Linked DNA regions of Mus musculus: regions 1 and 3 are each linked to region 2. The links are chromatin contacts, called in public Hi-C and HiChIP or PLAC-seq maps. All regions are on one chromosome and are shown on one strand. Each heading gives the region's core, a stretch centred on a gene start, on an enhancer-like site or on the middle of the called end of the contact. The rest is flanking DNA. Distances are from core to core; before and after follow the strand shown. Region 1 has its middle 45 kb from the start of Sdk1. Region 2 has its middle 4.7 kb from the start of Gm38729. Region 3 overlaps Gm30804 (a long non-coding RNA gene).

Region 1 (3,296 bases), core at 412-2,911, 180 kb before region 2:
AATATTACATTTTCAAGGCATGTACCATAGAATATCTGTGTTAGTGTAATTAATTTAATTGAGTCATGCCTACCAAGAAATTATTTAATTATATTGCCAGTTGAATAGGTGATCTAATTATTATAAGCTAACTTTCTTTTTTTTTTTCAAAAAGAAAATCATATTTATTGCCAGCTGATGGGGAGGAATTGAGGGCATGTGATGGAGACTATTACTGAGAAAGCTTGAACAACCACAATTTACTGCGAAGAGATAAAAACCAAACACCTCAGCCATATTATCGCCATAATTGTCTGCAGTTTACTCATCGTGTAAAACAAACGAATCATGAAATGTGAGAGGACGTTTCAAAACACACATAGAAGGTGTTACATTGATTACACGGAGGCGGCTTGACTTAATTGTAAATTGTTTCCCTTTCAGTGGGGAAGCGGGAAGGTATTAATTAGGAGTGATTTCGACAAGATTGGGTGTCCAAGGATTTCTTTCACTGAGCAAAAACTCCACAAAGAAGTCTGCGTGACTGGGAGAGTTGAGAGAACTGGTGAGTATGTATGCGCGCGCGCGCGCGCGCGCGCGTGTGTGTGTGTGTGTGTGTGTGTGTGTGTGTGTGTGTGTGTGTGTGTGTACAGGCGCGAGGGAGCGCAAGGGTGTGTATTTTCTCTCTTGTGCTCTTGACATTTGGAGGTGTGCTAATCCCTTGAGCCCGCACACATTCACAGATCTGAGATTTAATAAATATACAAATGGCTTAAGTTAGAACAGGAAATACCCCTGCCCGTGCCCCCCCCCCAAACTCCAGGTGGCAAAGATGTAAGCTGGGGGCAGCATTGTGTGGCCCCAGGGGAGTTGCAGACAGAAGAATGGAGCTGCAGCCACAGAGCCAGCTGTCTTTAAAAAACTTTAAAAGCCTGGCCTCAAATCAAAACCCTACTGTACTCCTTCGCTGCCTTCCCAGGCACTCCATCCTGAGCCTTTCCAGCCAACAAGCCCTTATTCTCAGCAGCCAAAATAATTTATTGTTTTCTAGCGTTCTCCTTGGCTGAGCCCTCAAGCTGCTCCCCCTTTCCTGGATGGACACTCCATAATTCAGCTAGCATCTCACCAGTACCCTGCTGCTTACCCTCCTTTCCCCTACCCCTTCCCGCCCACCCCCTCTTTCCCCCCTCCCTTCGTTTCTTCCTTCCTTCTGAAGCAAAGGGGGAACCAATGGATGACCAAATGCTACCCTTGAGAGCAGCTCCGGTCAAACAGAATCGGAGATGAACTCTACCACACTTGCGCCTTGTCGGTCAATACTGCAAATCTGCGTTCTGCACCCACAGATAGGGCTATTAATTGTGTTCTCCCCCTGGAGCGTCTTTCTAGCTTCTGCATTCCTTGGATAATTAGTGTCTTTCCCTTTATAGTGCAAAAAAAAACCCCAACCATCTTGGCAGAATAGGACAGCAAAGTCTAAAGCTTGGGCAACTGTTTCTGGCTGTCTGGTTCAGACGGTCGTCTTTCATGATCTGTTTTCCCAGGGAAACCACAGAGAATATGCAGAACTGATTAACCTCCGAGCACCAGGGAACGCTCCCGCCACTGCACAGGAGATGCCAGGAGCATCCGGAAACGACTGGTGCTGGATTGCGAATGGAACTCGGCTGATCTTCAGAGTAGCCTGTGCAAGGATGCTTCATACCAGACTATCATCTTTCAAGCTGAGATCAGACCGCGATCAGTTTGTTAATGTCACCAAAACCCAAGGGAATTGTGAGCAGCCAGCGGGTACCAGTGTGGCTGGGTAGGGACTGTGGTCCAGACTGCTGTTGCTGCACAGGTGGGGATAGATGGAGTGTAATCTGTTGCCACTGAACACACAGACAGGAAGCATCACACAGCAGGAAACTGAATTCTATACCTCTCCTTCCGGTCCACAGCTGAGAGACGCTATCAGAATGTGTCTGCAGCTTTCACCTTTTAAGACATAAATCCTTCTGGTGACTGTAGTATCTCTGTTTCCTTGGGGATTGATTGGACCACTGGCATCTTCCAACACAACTGTGGTGACACATGCAAGACTATTGATGTTTGTTTGTTTAGACTTTTTTCTTTTCTCCTTCCTTCCTTCAACTGTTCCTTCTTTTTCTCTTGTTGGAGGAAGGATGTGTGTGTGTGTGTGTGTGTGTGTGTGTGTGTGTGTGTGTGGTGTATTCACGTGACTGCTCATCTGTGCACAAGTTCGTGGAAGCCAGATGTCAATGTCAGTATCAGGCGACTTCCTCCGTTGCTCCTTAACTTATTCTTTTGCGATAGGGTTGCTCACTACGCTTGGAGTTTCAGACCCTCCAGAGAGCCCCAGGATCCACCTAGGACTGTCTCTCCGACATATACTACCACATCTGACTTTTCTGTGGGTGCTGGGGATCTGAACTCAGCTTCTCACGTCTATTCAGAGGCACTTTACTTATGGAACCATGTGTTCTAAATCCCCAGCCCCTACTTCCCTTCCTCCTTCCTTCCCTCCCTCCCTCCTACCACCCTCTCTTCCTTTGGAGTTCCTAGGAGTCTAGGTTGGTACCCCAGGGATCCTACTGTCTGTACCTTCCAAGTGCTGCTATTACTAGTGAATGCACCATATCCGGATTTTTCTTTTAATGTTGCATCCATTTCCCTAGTCTAGATTGGAACTAATAATGTTCCCCCAGGGAGCTGGGAGGGAGCAAAGGGGGAGGGGCCATAATACTACTCCTCTCCACCCCTCCCCTCTCTGGGAGTTGAATCATTACTATCTAAGGGGGAAAGTAGTAGTTAGAGATGGGCCTTCTTGATTGATGTTTCTCAGGGGACTGCCTGGTAGAGTAGCTGCCTATGAGTGGTCCATGCTCCCATAAGTAACTCCAGTGAACTAACTCACTTGTACACCAAAGTGGGCTTGGATAAAATCCTTTATTTGGTCTGTCCTTGTCCTCTCTTTTTTGAGGTAAATTGACATTTCTTTATGTCTCCCCAGGAAGAGTCACATAACAATAACCATATGTTGTTCTTGTTACTATGACTACGTATCTGGCATGAGCAAGGGAACTTGTTTATTTGGACTCTCGGTTTGAGGGGATAGACATTCATCATGAGAGAGAATGGGTGGGTGGCAGCGGGACCACAATGAAGGGACCCCTTGCCTCATGTGTGGGAGAAACAGGAACATGTCCTGCCCTACAACAACTCACTCCCTCGAGAGAAGCTCTGCCTTCTAAGGGCTCCACAATCTCTCCAACAAACCACTGTAGACCAAGACCTCAAACACATACGCTTAT
Region 2 (3,194 bases), core at 100-2,599:
CAGCCAGCCAGGGTTTTGAGACTGAGTTTCCTGTTGAATCGGGCAATGAGGCAGACACAGCCATAATTACTCTCCAAGTTCCTCATGCCTTCCCTGACATTTCTGTGCCTAAGAATGTGTCAGGAAAGAGATGGTATATGAAGCCAGGCGGTGGTGGCACACACCTTTAATCCCAGCACTCGGGAGGCAGAGACAGGTGGATCTCTGTGAGTTTTAAGCCAGCTTGATCTGCATAGTGAGTTCTAGGACAGCCAGAACAACACAGAGAAACCCTGTCTCAAAACAATGCCACCTCAGCAACAGTGACCAACAAAGATAGTATGTGAATACTCCAGCTCCCATGTCAACTTATCAGGGTAATTGCAGAGGGCTGGGCCCCAAACTCAGTCTCTCCTGCCAGAAAACATTTAAGGGTCAGTGAGATGTCTCCACAGCTAAGAGCATTTGCCAACAAGCCTAAGGACCCACAGTTGAACCCTAGGAAGGCTCAAGAGAGAAATGTTAAGAGACAACTGACTATTTTTCTTTTTAATTAGACTTTGGTCATATCCTAAGCTAGAGGTCAACTTGTTTTTTTGGTTTTAGTTTGTTTTTTTGGATTTTTTTTTCTTGATAATCTTGTTTAATTACACATGGTAAATTGTTCCCATTGTTCCAAGAATTGACTAACCAGAAAATGTTTCATGGTATGTTAACTGTCTGACCATAAACCTGTAACAAGCACCTTTCCCATGATTATAAAAATAGCTGCAAAATTCCGCTTTTGTGATCACTTTTTATACAAGGGTCCTCCTGCTTCTGGTCTGGGCTGCTTTCATTCTCCTACTCCTGAGGAGAGTGTAAGTCTGGCCTAGCCAGAAAAGTACAGTTTTTGCCTTGCAACATCTCAATGTTAGCGCCTAGTTTTCAGCATCATGACAAGAAACAACTCCCTCAAGTTATCCTTTGACCTCCACTTACACATAATTGCATGTACCACTCTTGTCCCCCACAAATACACACACACACACACACACACACACACACACGAGATCAACATTGACCTCTGACTTCCAGAATACACATGTGCGTACGCACACGCACCTGCACACACAGAAATTAGCCATCAGAGGAACCATAGTGAGCAGTGGGAGACCAGATGGGAAGAGTCAAAGGTTATTATTGGTCCAGTCCCCTAGAGAGCCAGGATACCCTCTTCCTTTCAACCATTCATGTAGAATCATTCTTCATGGCTCAGCTACAGCAGAGAAAGCCCAGGGATAGAGTCCAGGTGGTGTCTCTTGGGAAGGTGGGGCTCTGTCCCCAGTAAAAAGCTCAGAGGCAGGGGTGAGGGCCTTACAGCTCCTTCCCTTGACAGCTGCATCAGCAGCCAGAAGAAACACTTCCTCTTTCCTGCTATGGCTTGCTCCTCCTCTAGAAACAGCTCTCTCTCTCTCTCTCTCTCTCTCTCTCTCTCTCTCTCTCTCTCTCTCTCTCCTCTCAGTTGTGTATAAGAAAACCATCTCTCTCCATTTCCCTCACTCCATATAAACATCCTAAAGTGCATCCTAAGTGTGTGTGGCCAGCTAAAGACCTTGAAGAGTGTTGTGATGCCTGCAGGTGGCATCCCCTTTCATTAGACTCTTAGCTCCTTCCTGGGCTCAGTGGCAAAGCAATGTTTACAAAACTTTCCACTCTGAAGCATCTCTCTCTCTCTCTCTCTCTCTCTCTCTCTCTCTCTCTCTCTCTCTGTGTGTGTGTGTGTGTGTGTGTGTGTGTGTGTGTGTGTGTGTGTGTGTGAACGGTGAAAGAGGAAAGGGAGGGGTCGGGGCTGGTGGTGGTAGGTAGAGGTGCTATTTCATATAAAAAAGGAAACTGAAAGAAATATTGAGGACCCAGGATTACACAGTGAGTTCAAGGCAAATCCCACAGCAGAACCCAGCTGCTTGAATGTGCAAGGGTCAGGGGACACATATCCTACAGGCCTACTGTCCTACATCTCTGAACACAGTCCCCAGAGCATTGAAGTTCAGCTCTGACAGTGTGTGCCCTTGGACTTCTGTGCTATGCTGTGAGAGACATACAAAAAGGGCACACATTATTCGTGCCCACAGGAGAACCTGTTTGTGCATTAGAGGGGATTAAGTCCAAGAAAGGACCCAAAGGACTCAGGAAAAGTAAGGTGAGCCTTCAAAAACTAAGGGTAGGGTACTAGAGGCACCTCTATGCTGGGTGCAAGCAAAAATGGTACATTGTAACCATAAAACCAACTGTGATTAGCTACAAACACACACACACACACACACACACACCAAAAAGAAAGAAAGAAAGAAAGAAAGAAAGAAAGAAAGAAAGAAAGAAAGAAAGAAAGAAAGAAAGAAAGAAAGAAAGAAAGAAAGAAAAGAAGAACAATCTAACAGCAATCCTACACAATATCGGAAATCAATCATCTTCCCCCTGGAAAGTAGTCTTGGATGAGTATAAGTTCTAAACAACTGATGGGGTTACCTTTGGATTTTAATAATATATATGTGAGCCTCAAATTGCTACATTGGTTATTACTTGAACGTAGGAACTCACTCAGAGGACCCTGCTGTAGGATATGCCCCCAAAGCATACATTGTTTCAAGAATGAGTTACCATGGCAACAAACTAGGACTGCCCACTCTGGCTACTTCTAGTAGTCCTAGCCCAGGCAATTAGGCAAGAAAAAGAAATGAACGGTATCCAGATAGGAAAAGAAACACGATTGTTCCTATCCTCAGATGGCAAAGTTTTGTAGAAAACCCGAGAAATCCACTAAACCCCATCACGAATAATAAATGAGTTCTGCAAGCTTGAAAAATACGAGATCAATGGATAAAAATCAATCGGGGTGGGCCACACTGTGGAGGATTGGGACACCACACTTTAATGAAAATTGCTGTACCCAGAGGATACTGGCAGGCCCAGAGCATCTGAAGAGTTATTAATAAAATACTGATATATTTAATTTCTCTAGTCAGATACTTCGAAATTACACAGACCATCCCTGTGCGTCCAGTTATGTTCAGCATTTCCTGATACAAACAAAAGACACAAGAAAGTGTGTGAGTGTGTGTGAGTTCAAATTATGGGAATGTAGAAGTTGGAACATATGAGTGGGGAGAGAGAGAAAGAGAGAGAGTTGTTTGAGTGTGTGTGTGTGTGTGTGTGTGTGTGTGTGTGTGTGAATT
Region 3 (2,978 bases), core at 422-2,921, 160 kb after region 2:
CCAGGCATCCTGGGTCTTCCTGCTTCCACCTCCTGAATGCCAGGATTTCGGGTGTGGGCTACCACAATTGACTTACAAAGTTTCCTCTTATGATCCAGTTACTGGAATTACCGATGAAAGTGAGGGGACAACGGACAGATAGTTCCTTCCATAAGTACTGGATGCTCTAGCATGGGGACCTGAGCTCCCTACAATCCATGGAAAAAGTCAAGGAAGATGGCTCACAGCCACCTGGAACTCCAATGCCAGAGGCTCTGACACCCTCTTCTGGCGTCTGTGAGCACTGCACACAAGTAGTACACAGACTTAGCTGCAGGCAAAACATCTCTACACATAAAAAAATAAAAATAAGTAAACCTTTTGGGAGAAGATGGCTTGGCAGATAAAGGTGCCCTTGCCGCGCACAAGCCTGCTGATCTGAGTTCAAGCCTCAGATCCCATGTAAAGGAGAATGCAGTAAACTGATTTCACCAAGTGAAATGTGCATACTGTGCTTTATGTGCCCGTACATGTATAGGCTCACACAAAATAAATAAATCTAAAGCTGTATTCATGCATGCATACATACATACATATGTACATGACAGCTCTTGAGGAGTAGCACTAAAAGTTGAGCTCTGGTCTCCACCCACAAACATGTAGAAGTGCATGCATGCTATGTACCAAAAAGAGTGATTATACTTAAAGAGAAAGTGTGATAGGGGATGGCAGATGCTGCTGAAGGAAGCGATCTTCCCCAGTCAGGAAACGTACATGTGCTGCCCCTGGGACACACTCCAATGCTAACTGGGACACCTGGAACATGGGACATTTTTTCCTATACACCAAGGGACCAGATGTACACTAAATGTGCAGGTAAAACTGGAAGAGAGAGAGAGATGGATAACAGGACCTCCAGAATCCTCCAGTGAGAGGCAGTAGTGTGGCTCAGTGGTGGAGCCTCTGCCTAGAATCCCCCAGTGAGGGGCTGGGGGCTTGGCTCAGTGGTGGAGCCCCTGCCTAGAATCCCTCAGGATCCTAGTATTTTCTGAAGATGTTTTCAGCACAGTCTGGGACGGTTTGTTCAGTTTTCTCTTCCACGAGCAAGCCCTATGGTTCCATCTGACCGATGCCAACAGTTCCCACCTGGAGCCTATTGATTTACTCCTTGTTCATCAGCCATGGCCTAGCCCGGTGGTTTTCATCCTTCCTAATGGCTGTAGTCCTTTAATGCAGGTCCTCAGGCTGTGGTGACCCCAACCATAACATTATTTCTGTTGCTACTTCCTAATTGTGAGGTTGCTACTGTTATGAGTCCTAATGTGAACACCTGTGTTTTCCAGTGGTCTATGGTGACCCCTGTGAAAGAGACCGCCAAAGGAGTTGCAGCCCACAGTTTGAGAACCACCGGTCTGGCCAGATCAACTGACAGATGAAGGCAGGTGCTGCCCACACACAGCACTCTGGGTAGAATGAGCCCAGGTGCACCCAGAGACATAGCTGCACTTAGAGCTAGGAACTCCGGTCATAGGAAGCAGGTGGTCATGGGAAGGGACTCTAGCCCCAGGCTTCAAACCTCTTCTCTTAGAGGCTGAAGCCACTTGTGGAGGGTAGCTCTGGATGAGTCTGTAGGGGTTCCCATAGGTCTACCAGCAGGGGACAGCAAAGCACAAGTCCTAGTCATGGCTCCCATGCAGTCCACTTCCTGTCCCATCACCCAACAAGCCCCACCACCACCACCACACCAACCCCTGCTCCCAGGATGCCTGTGCACCTCTCAGCTTCCTCACTGGGCTCTAGAGAAACCACGTCTCCTGGGCGTGGTGGTGCACACCTTTAATCTCAGCCCTGGGGAGGCAGAGGAGAATATATCTCTGGTCTACAGAGTGAGTTCTAAGCCAACCAGGGGCTACATAGTGAAGCCCCTGTCCAGAAGAAGAAAAGAAAAGAGACCCTATGTTCCCTTGGTAGTGAAATGGGTTCTGTGGGCACTGCAGAGTGAGGCCCACGTGGAATGAAAAACCCCCACAAAGAACTGGGCTCTGTCTTTTTGCCTCCCTGGAATCAGGGCTTAGAAACCCACTTGACCTTAGAGGTCCTAAGGTATGCATACATCTTCTCTAACACATCAGAGAGGAAGCTGAGGCCCAGAGATCACATGTGACTCCCCCAGCCAAAAACTGCAGCTGGGCTTTAGAACTGAATGAATCGCTGGGACCCAGGGAGGCTGACACCACATGGTCTATACAGCCCCTGCCAAGAGGAGGTGGAGCTGCGCAGATGCCCATGGGAAACAGTGCCCAACACATAGCATGCCCTGGGAAAGCCTATGCTAAATAGCCCAGGGAGCAGCAAGGGTTTGGTGTGCTGTGATGTGGTTGGGTTTGGTTATAACATGTCCCACTACATAGCTTAGGCTGGCCTAGAACTGGCTACGTAGCCCAGGCAAGTCCTGAACCAGCTGAAACTCTTGTCTCAATTGAGTACTGGGATTACAGACGTATACTACTACACCTGGCCACACGGGGGCTCCAAGTGCCATCTTTAGAGACACGTGGGAAAGGTGAAGGAGTCAGGGGACTCCCCTGAGCCCCAAGAACCATTTCTATTTCCTTATTGCGCCTGAACCTAGAAAACAGTTTCTACAAAGACAAAGATGGGGGGGCAGGGGGGGGAAGGTCCCTTCATCTGAGCTTCTAGAGTTCTCCAGCAGGGGGAGACAGGAATGAGCTGATGGTGGATGCACCTGCCCAGAGCCCACGGCTGGTGGATCATTGAAATTTGGGGATGAAGCTGGGCATGGTAATATACACCTGCCATCCCAGCACATAGGCAGCTGGGGCATAAGAATTGCAAGGTCTGTGCTACATAGCAAATGCTAGACCACATCCAAGGCTGTGTACTTAGACCATATCAAACCTACCAAAGAGAGGATGGGGAGTTGGCTCAGCCAGTGGGATACTTGTAATAAAGCATAAGGAAGGACCTGAGTTTGTATC

Evidence for each region. Hi-C and Micro-C count contacts between places; a contact is called where the count stands out from the background. HiChIP or PLAC-seq counts read pairs in DNA pulled down with a chosen protein or histone mark.
Region 1: a contact with region 2 is called in an H3K27ac HiChIP or PLAC-seq map of large pre-B cells, with 2.2 times the contacts expected there. The contact joins two enhancer-like sites. A contact is called at or near these places in 6 of 39 promoter capture datasets (cranial neural crest, embryonic stem cells, frontonasal cranial neural crest and 2 more), 1 of 484 Hi-C or Micro-C datasets (embryonic stem cells) and 1 of 115 datasets of contacts at active chromatin or transcription factors (large pre-B cells).
Region 3: a Hi-C map of CD4 T cells shows a contact between it and region 2, with 1.8 times the contacts expected there. The contact joins two enhancer-like sites. A contact is called at or near these places in 3 of 39 promoter capture datasets (embryonic stem cells, second pharyngeal arch cranial neural crest and stem cell-derived epiblast-like cells), 3 of 484 Hi-C or Micro-C datasets (CD4 T cells and CD8 T cells) and 2 of 9 other capture datasets (adipose tissue and liver).

The regions. Positions count from the first base shown.
Region 1 is chr5:141,195,141-141,198,436 of GRCm38.p6, reverse strand. No RefSeq gene overlaps it. Among named protein-coding and RNA genes, the nearest start is that of Sdk1, 45 kb to the left of the region's middle. Within about 2 kb of position 1,661, at least 11 of the 459 cell types and tissues checked have an H3K27ac peak or open chromatin away from gene starts, as enhancers often do.
Region 2 is chr5:141,016,631-141,019,824 of GRCm38.p6, reverse strand. No RefSeq gene overlaps it. Among named protein-coding and RNA genes, the nearest start is that of Gm38729, 4.7 kb to the right of the region's middle. Within about 2 kb of position 1,349, at least 92 of the 459 cell types and tissues checked have an H3K27ac peak or open chromatin away from gene starts, as enhancers often do. A contact at or near this core is called in CD8 T cells, where this site is marked.
Region 3 is chr5:140,857,219-140,860,196 of GRCm38.p6, reverse strand. The region is part of intron 2 of Gm30804 (a long non-coding RNA gene); the gene reads right to left. Among named protein-coding and RNA genes, the nearest start is that of Gm52831, 5.5 kb to the right of the region's middle. Within about 2 kb of position 1,671, at least 14 of the 459 cell types and tissues checked have an H3K27ac peak or open chromatin away from gene starts, as enhancers often do. A contact at or near this core is called in CD8 T cells, where this site is marked.